Linked DNA regions of Sus scrofa: region 1 is linked to region 2. The links are chromatin contacts, called in public HiChIP or PLAC-seq maps. All regions are on one chromosome and are shown on one strand. The core of a region is the stretch at or near the end of the contact, and the rest is flanking DNA. Distances in the headings are between cores, read along the strand shown.

Region 1 (3,159 bases), core at 541-3,040, 290 kb after region 2:
TTCCCTCTCGCATGTGTGAGCCCCTTGGGGGCTGTCTTAAGTCTCCATGTAGGAGGCCTCACAGTCACAGCACGATGGGGTTGGAGGTTAGGGGGCCAACTCTATACGGCCCTTGACATTGACTTGAAAATGTTTGCAGGTCTTGGCCAGATTGTGCAATATTCAAGTAGGTATCAGTCTTCTAAATCAGATGTCCCAGCGAGTTCCCATCGTGGCTCAGCAGTAACAAACCCGACTAGTACCCATGAGGATGCAGGTTCCATCCCTGGCCTTGCTCAGTGGATTAAGGATCCCGTGTCGTCGTGAGCTGTGGTGTAGTTCCCAGATGTGGCTGGTATCCCTTGTTGCTATGGCTGTGGTGTAGGCTGGCAGCTGCAGCAGTGAATTAAGCCCTAGCCTGGAAACTTCCATATGCTCTGGGTTCAGCTCTTTAAAAAAAAAAAAAGCAAAAATCAATCAATCAATCAGTCAATCTATCTGAGGTCCCCAGGGGGAACACTCCCCAGTATTCTGTGCTGGTCTGTTTGGGAAAAGAATCTGAAAGAGAATGGATGTGCGTCCATGTGTAACTGAGTCGCTTTGATGTCCAGCAGAAATGATCACAATATTGCATATCAACCAGACGTCGATAAAATTTGAAAAAATGAAAAAACATAAGTAATGTACGGTTCCTAAATATTAAATAATAAATAAATACCATTCTCAAATGTAAAATAAATACGTGAAATACATCAGATACCCTCATCTGCTGTCCAGTTTGGAGGGTCTTGGCCATTTTTTTCCCCCTCCATTGGATGGAGAACCACATAGACACTGATTTGGGAAAAGTTGCATCCGCATTGGAATCTGGATCCCACCAGCAGCACTTGTACCCCTTGGAGGGTCGGAAACCCTATGTCCTGGTCATCTAGGAGGATGGCTCCAAGAAATCTCCAGAAAGAGTTTACTTGTACCTGCTTTTTGGAGATGTTTTAGTTAATCAGAATTTCTTTCTTTTTTTTTTTTTTAAATGGAAGTGTAGTTGATTGTCAATGGTGTGTTCACTTCTGCTATACAGCAAAGTGACTCAGTTACACATACGTACCTTCTTTTCTTTTCTTTTATATTTTTGTCTTTTGTCTTTTTAGGGCCACTCCTGTGGTATATGGAGGTTTCCAGGCTAGGGGTTGAATCGGAGCTATAACCGCTGGCCTACACCGCAGCCACAGCAACACCAGATCTGAGCCGTGTATGTGACCTATACCATAACTCACAGCAATGCCGGATCCTTAACCCACTTAGCAAGGCCAGGGATCGAACCTGCGTCCTCATGGTTGCTAGTTGGGTTTGTTAACCACTGAACCACGACAGGAACTCCCATATGTACCTTCTTTCAAAAAGAATTAAAAATAATTTCAAGTATTATTTAAAAAATTTTTTAAAAATTGAAAATATTCTTTTCCGTTATGGTTTATCATAGGATGTTGACGATAGTTCTCTAATGGGACAGAATTTCTTTTTTCTTTTTTTTTTTTTGGTCCCATTTTTAGGCCCATACCCATGGTATATGGTATAGTTCCCAGGTTAGGGGTCTAATCTGAGCTGGAGCTGCAGCTGCCAGTCTACGCTGTAGCCACAGCCATGCAGGATCCGAGCCGCGTCTGCAACCTACATCACAGCTCACCACAATGCCAGATCCTTAACCCACGAAACGAGGCCAAGATCAAACCCACATCCTCATGGATACTAGTTGGGTTTGTAACCCACTGAGCCACAACAGGAAGTCCTGGACAGAATTTCTTAATGTGAATTTGCTTCTTCTCTAGCTAACTCAGATTTAAGTAGACAGCAGTGTGGGAAACAGTGAATGCTGGCACACACTGTACACACACACACACACACTTGAGGAGGACCTCGGCACATGAGAGAAGACTCTCGGGCCAGCCAGCACCCTGGCGCCTTTGTAGACCATGCAGAAAAATAGCATTACTTGGATGCACTCTGGCTGCCCTCTGCAGTGTCATTTTAAGATGTTACTCATGTATTATTTGAAATTTAAAATAACATCTCTTGTTCTTGAGAGAAATCCATCACCTGCCATGAAGTTTATATAAAAATATCAACTCATTGCTGGAGTTCCCATCATGACTCAGTGGTTAGTGAATCCATCTAGGAACCATGAGGTTGTGGGTTCGATCCCTGGCCTTGCTCAGTGGATTAAGGATCCGGTGTTGCCGTGAGCTGTGGTGTGGGTTGCAGACACGGCTTGGATCCCGCGTTGCTGTGGCTCTGGTGAAGGCCGGCGGCTACAGCTCTGATTGGACCCCTGGCCTGGGAACCTCCATATGCCATGGGAGCGGCCCAAGAAATGGCAAAAAGACAAAATATATATATATCAGCTCAGTGCTGTAAATCCTAATGCCAAACAAACAAGTGTGCTCTGTGAGGTTTTATTTATCTAAGATCTGTCTTATAGATCAATTTATTGTAGATTTGATTTGATGGGGAACACCATGTACATCTGTGTCATCATTGCCTGAATGTCAGAAGTTACAGCGCAGGTTTCCCTGGTTTTGTCTGAAAGTCAGGAGCACCGTTTTCCCAAAGAGGCAAGGTACCAACTGTATGTTGAAAGAACCTTGAGTTGATAAAGATTGAAACCAAGACTCAACTTGATCTTTTTTCTAAGCATATCATGTAGGTGGTTATGATGGGATGTCGTTGCAAGTTGTATAGGGAAGGCCCCCAGCTTGACTTAAGCTTGATGGATGGAACTTGAAGAAATCAGTGTGGACATTTGTTTGAAGTACAGGGAACTCTTAGTTATTCCAAAAGTCAGATATGTACAAGTGGCAGATTTTGTGTGTGTGTGTGTGTGTGCTTTTTAGGGCCATACCTACCACATATGGAGGTTCCCAGGCTAGAGCTTGAGTCTGAGCTGTAGCTGCCGGCCACAGCTACAGCCACAGCAACATGAGAGAGATCCGAGCCACGTCTGTGACCTATACCACAGCTCATGGCAATACCGGATCCTTAACCCACTGAGGCCAGGGATCAAACCTGCGTCCTCATGGATACTAATCAGATTCATTTCTGCTGAGCCACGATGGGACCTCTAGTGGCAGCTATTTCTAAGCAACGGAAGCATGTTGCTTAGCATATAATATCACACTTATATTT
Region 2 (3,085 bases), core at 204-2,703:
CATGTGCTAATTCCATTGTTCATTTATTTTATCTTATTTACAACTTTTTTGGGGGGAGTTCCCATTGTGGTTCAGTGGAAATGAATCCAACTAGTATCCATGAGGATGTGAATTCAATCCCTGACCTCACTCAGTGGGTCAGGGATCTGGATTTGCCATGAGCTGTAGTGTAGGTAGCAGACGTGGCTTGGGTCCTATGTTGCTGTGGCTATGGTGTAGGCCAGCAGCTGCTACTCCAATTCTACCCCTATCCTGGCAACTTCCATATGCCACAGATGCAGCCCTAAAAAAGAAAAAACAAAAACAAAACAAAACACAAACTTTTTTTCTTTTTCAGGGCTGCACCCATGGCATATGGAAGTTCCCAGTTTAGGTGTCAAATCGGAGCTGCAGCTGCCGGCCTACACCACAGCCACAGCAACACAGGATCTGAGCTGCATCTGTGACCTACTTCACAGCTCGTGGCAACGCTGGACCCTTAACCCACCGAGCGAGGCCAGGGATCGAACCCACATCTTCATAGACACTGTGTCCAACTCTTAACCCATTGAGCCACATTGTTCACTTATATGCTGCTACATTTACAGGGAGAATTGTGTACTCTCAAGGTATCCACGAATTTGTATAACTTGTAGATGTCTGAGGTCAGGGCCTTCAGGGGTATCAGGAATCCCCTGGAGAGGGTGAGTGCTCCAGAGATTAGCTCTCTGTCCTTTGACCCCTGTCTGCCCTGCTAGACTGATCCTGGGCCGGCCTCCTTGGTAAGCTTTCCTTCTTGTCCTGTCCGGTTTATACCTGAGGGTCAAGCTGACCTCAGACTCTTCCTCTTACTCATCTTCAAAGGCTAAAAATCATTAGATAGTATGAAAAAAAGAATGTATATATGTGTATGTCTGGGTCACTATGCTGTTCAGCAGAAATTGACACAACACTGCAAATCAACTAGACTCTAATGAAAATAAAATTAAATTGTAAAAAATCATTAGAGGGCACCTGTCCTTTTTTCTTTTCCTCCAAAACCATCACACATGAGGAGGGGCTGTGTTTCTTAGTGTTTCAATGGATGTCTTTGGAAATACCCTTGGTCTCTAAAAGGATAGTCACTTTGGAGAGACTAGGAAATACATGTGAGATTTGTGGATTCTGAGTTGGAATTCCAGCCAAGTATCAACACTGGCCATTCAGTAGCCATTGGGATAAATGGCTTCGGGATGACAGACAAGGTGCGTCCTTGCCAGTGGAAAAAGTCCCTTCTTCTAGAGCAGAGCCTACCGAAAGATGTAGTAGCCCTGCCCGGCACAGGGACATGAGGGATTTGCAGGCAGGGGAGTGGCTCACCTTCAGAGCAGACGTGGGCTCTGCGCTGTGACTCCGGGAATGAGGATGGCAGAGGCTACTGTCCTGCGCAGCCTAAGCTGAGATGTCCTACCAGCATTCAGGCACTAGAGGGCAGCGTCTGCTCATGCCAAGGAAGGATCTGGTCCAGAGCGCAGATTCAGCCTGGCTCAGGCGAGGGCTGGCAGCTTTTCCTGCAAACAGAAGCCCAGACATACTCATCTAAGATCTGGATTGAAGTACTTCGCTGCCGTACTCGTGGGCTGGCACGAAAGAACAGCGCCGAGGGGATTCTGTCCCTGGACCTGACTTGATCTGTGAAAACAGGCAGATGACTCACAAGCTCTTTGCTGGAAGCCTCTACAGGCCTTAGAGCCAGTGGGATAAAGCAGATACAGTACATATATACTATGGAATATTATTCAGCCATAAAAAGCATGAAATAACACCATTTGCAGCAACATGGATGGACCTAGAGTTGATCATACTGAGTGAAGTAAGTCAGACCAAGAAAGATAAATATCATATGGTGTCACCTCTATGTGGAATCTAATAAACAAGGATACAAAATAACTTATTTAAAAAGCAGAATCAAACTCACAGATTTCAAAACCAGTCTTGTGGTTACCACGGGTGAAACTGTCGGGGGAAAGGAAGAACGAGAGGATGGGAATAACACACACACGCTACTATATAAAATAGATGATTAACAAGAACCTACTGAGTAGCACAGAAAAATCTACTCAACAGGTAAACCTACATGGGAAAAAAGAATAGATATATGTGCATGCATCACTGATTCGCTTTGCTGTACACCTAAAACTAATACAACACTGTAAGTCAACTATACTGTGTGTATGTGTGTGTTTGTATGTGTGCAGGTACTTGTGTATTTGTTTTTCTGTGCATCTGTGTGTGTGTGTGTGTGTGTGTGTAGAGAGAGAAGGAAGGTAGGTGTGCACGCTGGAAAAAGGGAAAGAAATGGGCTCAGCTGGCATTTGATATTTTGGTGACAGCCTCCAGTTTGGGACAAAAACAAAATCACACTGTGGGCCCTGGGTACATATGGGCTCCTCATCCTTACTCTCAGACTCTGGGGCTTTGTCATAGCGCCCAGTGGATTGTCACAGCTGCCAGTCCTGCCTTACACGAAGGAGCACCTGCGACGGGCGGTCCCCACAGAGATGTCCTATCAGTGTAGACAGCACCCCAGCTTTGAAGACTTTGAACAATAGATGCAAAATAGCTCAGTGGTTTTATATCACACATTGAAATACTACTTTAGAAGTTCCCTTGGTGGCACAGTGGGTTAAGGATCTGGCTGTGGTTACAGCTGTGGCATGGGTTCGATCCCTGACCTGGGAACTTTGCCATGCCTTGGGTGCTGCCAAAAAAAATTTAAATAAAAATAAAATAAAGTTAGCAATAATATTAACCATATAAAAAAGAAATACTGCTTTAGCATTTGGGTTAAATTTAACACATTACTAAATTAATTTCACCTGTTTCTTTTTTTTTTCTTTTACAGCCACACCTGCGGCATATAGAAATTCCCAGGCTAGGGGGTCAAATTGGAGCTGCAGCTGCAGGCCTATGGCACAGCCACAGCAACATCAGATTCCAGCATATCTGCGACCTACTTGCCACAACAGCCGGATCCTTAACCCTCAGGCCAGGAACCTAACCCTCATCCTCAGGGATACTATGTCAGATTCTTAATCCACTGACCTCCAGTGGGAACTCCTGTTTC

What was found. HiChIP or PLAC-seq counts read pairs in DNA pulled down with a chosen protein or histone mark.
Region 1: an H3K27ac HiChIP or PLAC-seq map of alveolar macrophages shows a contact between it and region 2. The contact joins two enhancer-like sites. A contact is called at or near these places in 7 of 47 Hi-C or Micro-C datasets (embryonic fibroblasts, fetal skeletal muscle, heart right ventricle and 3 more) and 2 of 2 datasets of contacts at active chromatin or transcription factors (alveolar macrophages and skeletal muscle).

The regions. Positions count from the first base shown.
Region 1 is chr10:41,293,946-41,297,104 of Sscrofa11.1, forward strand. All of the region lies in intron 3 of SVIL (supervillin), which reads left to right. Among named protein-coding and RNA genes, the nearest start is that of SVIL, 120 kb to the left of the region's middle. Within about 2 kb of position 1,791, at least 1 of the 83 cell types and tissues checked has an H3K27ac peak or open chromatin away from gene starts, as enhancers often do. A contact at or near this core is called in alveolar macrophages, where this site is marked.
Region 2 is chr10:41,003,093-41,006,177 of Sscrofa11.1, forward strand. No RefSeq gene overlaps it. Among named protein-coding and RNA genes, the nearest start is that of JCAD, 94 kb to the left of the region's middle. Within about 2 kb of position 1,454, at least 5 of the 83 cell types and tissues checked have an H3K27ac peak or open chromatin away from gene starts, as enhancers often do. A contact at or near this core is called in alveolar macrophages, where this site is marked.